Regions from separate parts of the Rattus norvegicus genome. Here region 1 is linked to region 2. The links are chromatin contacts, called in public Hi-C maps. All regions are on one chromosome and are shown on one strand. Each heading gives the region's core, a stretch centred on a gene start, on an enhancer-like site or on the middle of the called end of the contact. The rest is flanking DNA. Distances are from core to core; before and after follow the strand shown. Region 1 holds the start of Marchf10 (membrane associated ring-CH-type finger 10). Region 2 overlaps Marchf10 (membrane associated ring-CH-type finger 10).

Region 1 (2,956 bases), core at 326-2,825, 85 kb before region 2:
GCAGGGCCGCCCACGTGTGGACTCAGGACCCCCGGGGCCGCAGCCCCGCCCCACCCCCACGATCCACGTTCCCTCGCGACTAGCGGCACAAGCTCCGCGCGAGGAGGGAGGCCCGGTTGCCAAGGAAACGGGAGGACGCCAGGCAGCCGCCCCCACCGTCTCCACCCCGAAAAAGGCCGGAGGCCGCGGCGGACAGCTGCCTCCAGGGAGGAGAAGGAAGAGGGGCCGCTAGAGGGAGGAAGACGTGAGGCGTAGGGGAGGAAGAGGAGCCCAGGACCGGCCCCACGCACGATTGATGGGCGGCTCTTCTGCTGTGGGCCTACCCACCCGCTCCGCCACGCAGTCCCTTTAGCCCCTAGTGAGGGGCGAAAGTGCTGATCCCCAAGGTAACCGGCCCCCGCTCTAGCCTTCCCAGAACTGAGGATCAACTTTACCTTTTAAACTTAAGATTCTGAAGGGAAATCAGACCTCTTAGCGCCCCTCTCTTCTTCAGGCTGACCCCAGCTCCAGTTCGTTTCTACCTAAAAGGAACAGATTTAACTGGAGTCTAGACGGTTTTGCACACTGGTAGTTCCCCCAGCCACCCACCCCGCACAGCTACATTGGTCTAACAAGTCCAAGAAACAGCTTTTAAGTGTGAAAACGATGGTATTATTAATGGTAGAACCCAATCGCTTGTCAAACTTGTGATGTTCTTTTCATTTTTCCAATTACACAGTCTCTGCTCTGGGCTTAATAGTCCGTATGTGTTAGCTAGGTCTATCAAACACCCCTCCACCCCAACCTTTATTTCCTACGTTAAATTGGAACAGTCCCCCCCGCCCCCGCCCCACTGCCTCAAGCCCTCAGCCTCTGAAATATAGAACGGGCCTAAGTCACCAAACTTATATTCAACCCAAGTTTAAAAAAAAAAAAAACTAAGATTTTTTTTCCAAACTAAAATTGAAAAAAAAAAAAAAAGAAAACAAAACAAAAACCTGTAATTCTTGTCATTACAAATTAATTCGTTGTGGAAAAGTTTGGATTAAAGTCTTCTGAAATCCTCTCCCAAGCACCCAATCGTGGAAATGGAGGAATTTATAAACCTGATTGTCAGGTAGTAACAGAGCTATTTACAACTTGCTTCAGACGAAGCTTCAGCATAACGAGGTTAAATTTACCTTGTGTTTATTTGCCAAACTCAAAGACAGTATAGTTTTAATAATATTTCACAGAGAGAACACAGAGAGAAAATGATAAGACAGCTTATTTTAAAAGCACTTCTTTCCGGTCAGCGTTTTTGTTGTTGTTGTTGTTGATGATGATGACAAATACAGTCACAGAAAAGGAGACTTTTTGTACACAGGAATGTGCATGTGCATTTATATGTACAGACGTGTGGTGCGTTTAGAGACTGGAAAGAAACGTCTCCTGTTGCTCCTGTTCTAAGTCAGGGTGTCTCTGTCTGAATTCCCTAGACAGTTATGCCAGAGAGGAATTCAAATGTCACAGAGTTCTTAGAATATTCCTCATTGAAATTTCACAGACATGTGGAATTTTGGGGCCTGGCGGAGCCACTCCCTCTCCCTGCCTCACGAACCTCCTCATCCCTGGCCCTTACCCTCTCCTTAGCATGGCGTTTCACACGGATTTCTAAAAACAAAAGCTTGGTCCAGTGCTTTGTCACCAGAGGCTTACAACAGAGGTACGCATGATCATGCGTGATTTTCAGAACAAGAAGCAGTTCAAAGGTGAGAACAGAAGAGAGCACGGGTTATGATTTCAGAATCACGCCTTGCCCATGTTTTATTTCCTGCCCCCACACACAGCACTCTAGCGCCTGCCTATATCTGAAAAAAAAAAATCCTTGGCTTCAAATGGCCATCTGGTTGAGTAGGCCCACAAAAAGATAGTCTGGGAATTAAGCATCATTTTCCTCTGGATTTATTCCTATATAGTTATTTCTATTTCTTGTTTATTCTGGTCAGTTTTTCAAACTTGTAGTACAGCCTAAAATTCAAGTTCATCTGGAGACTTTTCCTAACCTGAGACAATCTACTGTCCCCTTGGTGTCTGTCTCTAATTCCAAGGAAACTGTTTAACCTCATAGGGTCTTGACAATAGTTAAATAAGAAAATACTTGTGGCACTGTGGTGTTTCAACTGTTTATTTTTACAGGGAAATGCAGTGTGACAGAGTTTGTGATGGGTGGGGGAGAGTCTCCTGGGCAGTGTTAAAGTTCTTTGTTTTGAAGATGATTGTGAAGTCAGGAAAACTTAGGAAGTCCTTTCAGTGATACTGTTTCCTGACTGGTCAGGCCAGGTTATTCCATGCCTCCTGACTAAGAACCTCCCTTAAATTATACCACCCCGAGGCCACGATAGATTAACCGGTTTAGCTGTGTTAACTTTGTACCCCATCTAACTGGACCATGGGCTGTGCCCTTGGCGGCCATGAATGTAGTTTCCTTATGAATCCTGGTGTTCTCTGCCCGATTGATACTCAGACAGGCTTCTCTTCCACAGGAGCAGCAGGGGGTCCATCTTTCTGTTTTTAACCACATCGTTTTTTTCTGAAAAAAGGGGGAACAGACTTCATTCTATGCAGGTACAAATTTATTTGAAAAGCTAAGTGTGATCTTTGAAAGTATAATCCATGAATGTCTGCCGAAATCCACCCCCGGCAAAACACACACACACACACACACACACACACACACACACACACACACACAAAATCTTTAGTGTGCCTTTACTTACCTCAGAATCCCTGTTACAGTCACGGAAGTCTGACCAACACAGTTGCTGATAAATGTTAGAAATAACAGATGAGGGCAGAGCCGCAGGCCTTTTAAAGTGCAAGATGGGGAACGGCTCACCCCAACCATCCTGAGCCAAAGGAAAGCAAGTCCAAACTGCTCTGAGCACTTAAGAGAACATAGCAAAGTGTGGTGTGTGGGGTGGTGGAAGGGTTCCAT
Region 2 (2,913 bases), core at 12-2,511:
AGAGATAAGGGGCCCAGCAGAGAGCATGGGTGATAATATTCTCTTCCTCCCTCCCCAAATACATGCTCAGCTGCGTGCATGCGTGCGTCCGTGCATGTGTGTGTGTGTGCGAGTGTGTATGTGTGTGTATGTGTATGTGTGCATGCATGTGTGTGTGCGGGTGTGCATGTGTGTATGTGTGCGTGCGTGTGTGTATGTGTGTTTATGTGTATGTGTGCGTGCGTGCATGTGTGTGTGCGCGTGTGTGTGTGTGCGTGCGTGCGTGCGTGCGCACACTTGCGTGCGTGCGTGTGTGTGTGTGTGTGTGCCCTCGCTCAGAGGACAGCTGAAGGAAGCACTGATGTTATTCTATGAAGGTGCCCAGCAGAAAGCTGGCCCTTCCTCAGGTGCCTGTGACAGGAGCATCTCCAGGGACCACAGGACTCTGGCAGCCTCAGTTCGTGCAGCCTAGCTCGTCCTGTAGTCTGATGGGCACAGTCTGGCCTGGACCTGGACGTTAGATTTAAATGGATTTCCCTTTCACACCCACACTCGACATGCCATTATTTCGAGTCAGTTCCCCCAGAGCCCCCATCATGGCCTTCCTCCTCATCTGATTCTTGTCTTTGACCACTGGTGTCTTCAGAAGAGAGTGCCTTCCCCTCGTCCTCTGCTAGGGTAGTGCCAGAGGTCACAGGGAGCACACCGACTGGCCTCGGAGGCAGACGGTGCCACAGGTCCATTCTTGCAGACCACTCCGATTTACAGCTATTTCTACAAAATCAGAAACTCTGGGTTCAAGGAGTCAAATCTACCCAAACATGGAAAGTCCAGCTTTGGCCCGTGGTTAGAAAAGGACCTCTGCTCAGCAGGACAGGGGTTGGTTGAACAGAGTGGGGGGGTTGGTCAGATGTCTATCTCCGTGATCTATGGGCACCTGCCACAGAGGGTGGCAGGGTGAGGTTGCCTCGGCTGACCACAGCATAGGCATAGAGATTAGTACAATCCTGATGTATAAACCCACAGGTAACCAGGACCTGCTATTCTAGATGAAATCCCATCCTTCCCCTGCCCCTCCCTTGGGCACAGAAAAGAGCCCGAGGACAAGAGGTGCCTCCACCCAGCCCAGGGAGCTGACCAGTGACATTGTCCAGCACCCCTTGTTTTGTCTTCAGCCAGTCACAAAGTCCCCGTTCTTCCCAGGGAAATAGCACCAAGCCCTTGGCTATGGGGCCCACATCCTTGCAGCCTGGCACAGTGGGCTCCCACGGAGTACACAGCATTTCTTATTGTGGCATAAAATGCCATAAAATCAGAACAAAGAGAGCCCAGGGCCTGGACGGGTCGGCAGCTTCCTGCTGAGCAGAGAATACAAGCGATTGTTTAAAAGCCAGTGGCGAGGCAAGTGGCCAATTAGCACAGCTTCCCTCCCCGCTGCCTGTAAATTGTGCCGGGACCATCAGAAAGGGATTCTGCTATTCAGATCAATTGCTGAAAGGAAGCAAGTCTGTTCACACTGCCAAATATAGAAGCCCCAAAGCAGCAAAGGTGACCTGGGTTATCACCGCACTGTCCTTGGGACAAGCTGATCTCCATCGGTGCAGAAAAGCAGCCCTGATCCTGGGCACCTTGGCGAGTCACAGGGAGTTCTAGGACGTTCTGAGGCCAGGGAGTTCTATATCTGTTCACAGTTGCATTGTAAAAACAACTCATGTCTCATTGTCTTCTCTCTCATAGATGTCAAGAAATTACCCACAACCCAGACCGGAAGAAAGCGAAAGTAGGTTTGGGGGTCCATCCTGTCCTGCCCCCTCTAAGGGTGTCTGCTGGGTTGCCCCCTTTCTGTTCCTGTGTTGAACCTAACAGCCTTGAAGGAAGTTATGACCACCACCCAGAGGCAAAAGTAACCCTGCCAAGCTTCGGGAAACATTAGGCTTAGCTGAAAATCAATCAAGACAGACGGTTGGATATGGGGCAGATAAGATTTTTTAATTCATCCTGAAACCAAAGAAAAGGGTCAACTAGACGGAAGAGAGAGCTTTCCTTGTTAGGATCCTCAGCATCCAACCCTTAATGGAGGACTGGTTGGTTTGTGTGTGTGTGTGTGTGTGTGTGTGTGTGTGTGTGTGTGTGTGTGGTTTTTTTTTTTTTTTTCTTGCCAGGATACTGCCTGGGATTTTCCTCCCCGGATCCTAAAAGCAGGCTGATTAGCCATTACCAGAGAGATGGTTCCTTTGACAAGCAAGTGTTTTGATTGGATTTTGATGCCATTAAGGACATCAAGTGAGTCTGTTGCATTCAGGGGTTGAACAAAGCCAACAGGTCTCCAGTCTCCTTCAAACGGGTTTCTTATTCCATAGAAATTCCCCCTGGAGAAAAATGAGCCTAATTAAAGCAGAGCGCTCAGAGGCAAGCCTTAAGAAAGACTCTATCCACAGAGAGAATAAGCGTCGCAGGGAATTGGAGGGATGTGACTACTGGGTCTCTCTGGGTTCTTCAAGGAAACAATTTACAATGGTCTGCCCTGCAAGCTTTAGGAGAGTGATTCCCACGTTGGCATCAACAATCTCCAGAACTTACCCTAAACACCGATTCCCGGGCCCTCGCATTGACTCCACTCCAGCGGTGGGGTGGGGCTCTGGAATGTGTCTTTCATGCACAGCCCACAGACCGGGTTGATGCAACCCATTGCAGGGATGCTTCGTGGACCCCTCCCCTAAACCCCACAAATAAATACCTGACCAGAAGAGACATTGCACCAGTCCAGAGCTCCCCAGGGTGGTGCCAAGACTGCAACCCTGGGGAAGCCAGTTTGCTATTCAGGGCACGCAGTTCTAGGGAGCCAGGCTCGCGGTGCTCAGAGATGGGGAAGGCCCTTCTTTATACAAAAGGAGCTCCTGGAGCCCCAAACCCTGCGCGATGTGGGGTCCAGGC

Evidence for each region. A called contact is a pair of places that touch in the nucleus more often than the background predicts.
Region 1: a Hi-C map of frontal cortex shows a contact between it and region 2, with 2.7 times the contacts expected there. The contact joins the promoter of Marchf10 here to the enhancer-like site in region 2. A contact is called at or near these places in 6 of 12 Hi-C or Micro-C datasets (the A7r5 cell line, the Rat2 cell line, Schwann cells and 3 more) and 1 of 1 datasets of contacts at active chromatin or transcription factors (oligodendrocytes).

The regions. Positions count from the first base shown.
Region 1 is chr10:90,920,053-90,923,008 of GRCr8, reverse strand. Marchf10 (membrane associated ring-CH-type finger 10) reads left to right here and starts at 1,575. Exons shown (of 12, transcript NM_001013973.1): 1 at 1,575-1,730; 2 at 2,505-2,586. LOC108352144 (a long non-coding RNA gene) reads right to left here. Exons shown (of 3, transcript XR_005490476.2): 1 at 1,161-2,956; 2 at 435-521.
Region 2 is chr10:90,835,094-90,838,006 of GRCr8, reverse strand. It overlaps Marchf10 (membrane associated ring-CH-type finger 10), which reads left to right. Exons shown (of 12, transcript NM_001013973.1): 11 at 1,717-1,759. Among named protein-coding and RNA genes, the nearest start is that of Mrc2, 75 kb to the right of the region's middle. Within about 2 kb of position 1,261, at least 43 of the 93 cell types and tissues checked have an H3K27ac peak or open chromatin away from gene starts, as enhancers often do. A contact at or near this core is called in Schwann cells, where this site is marked.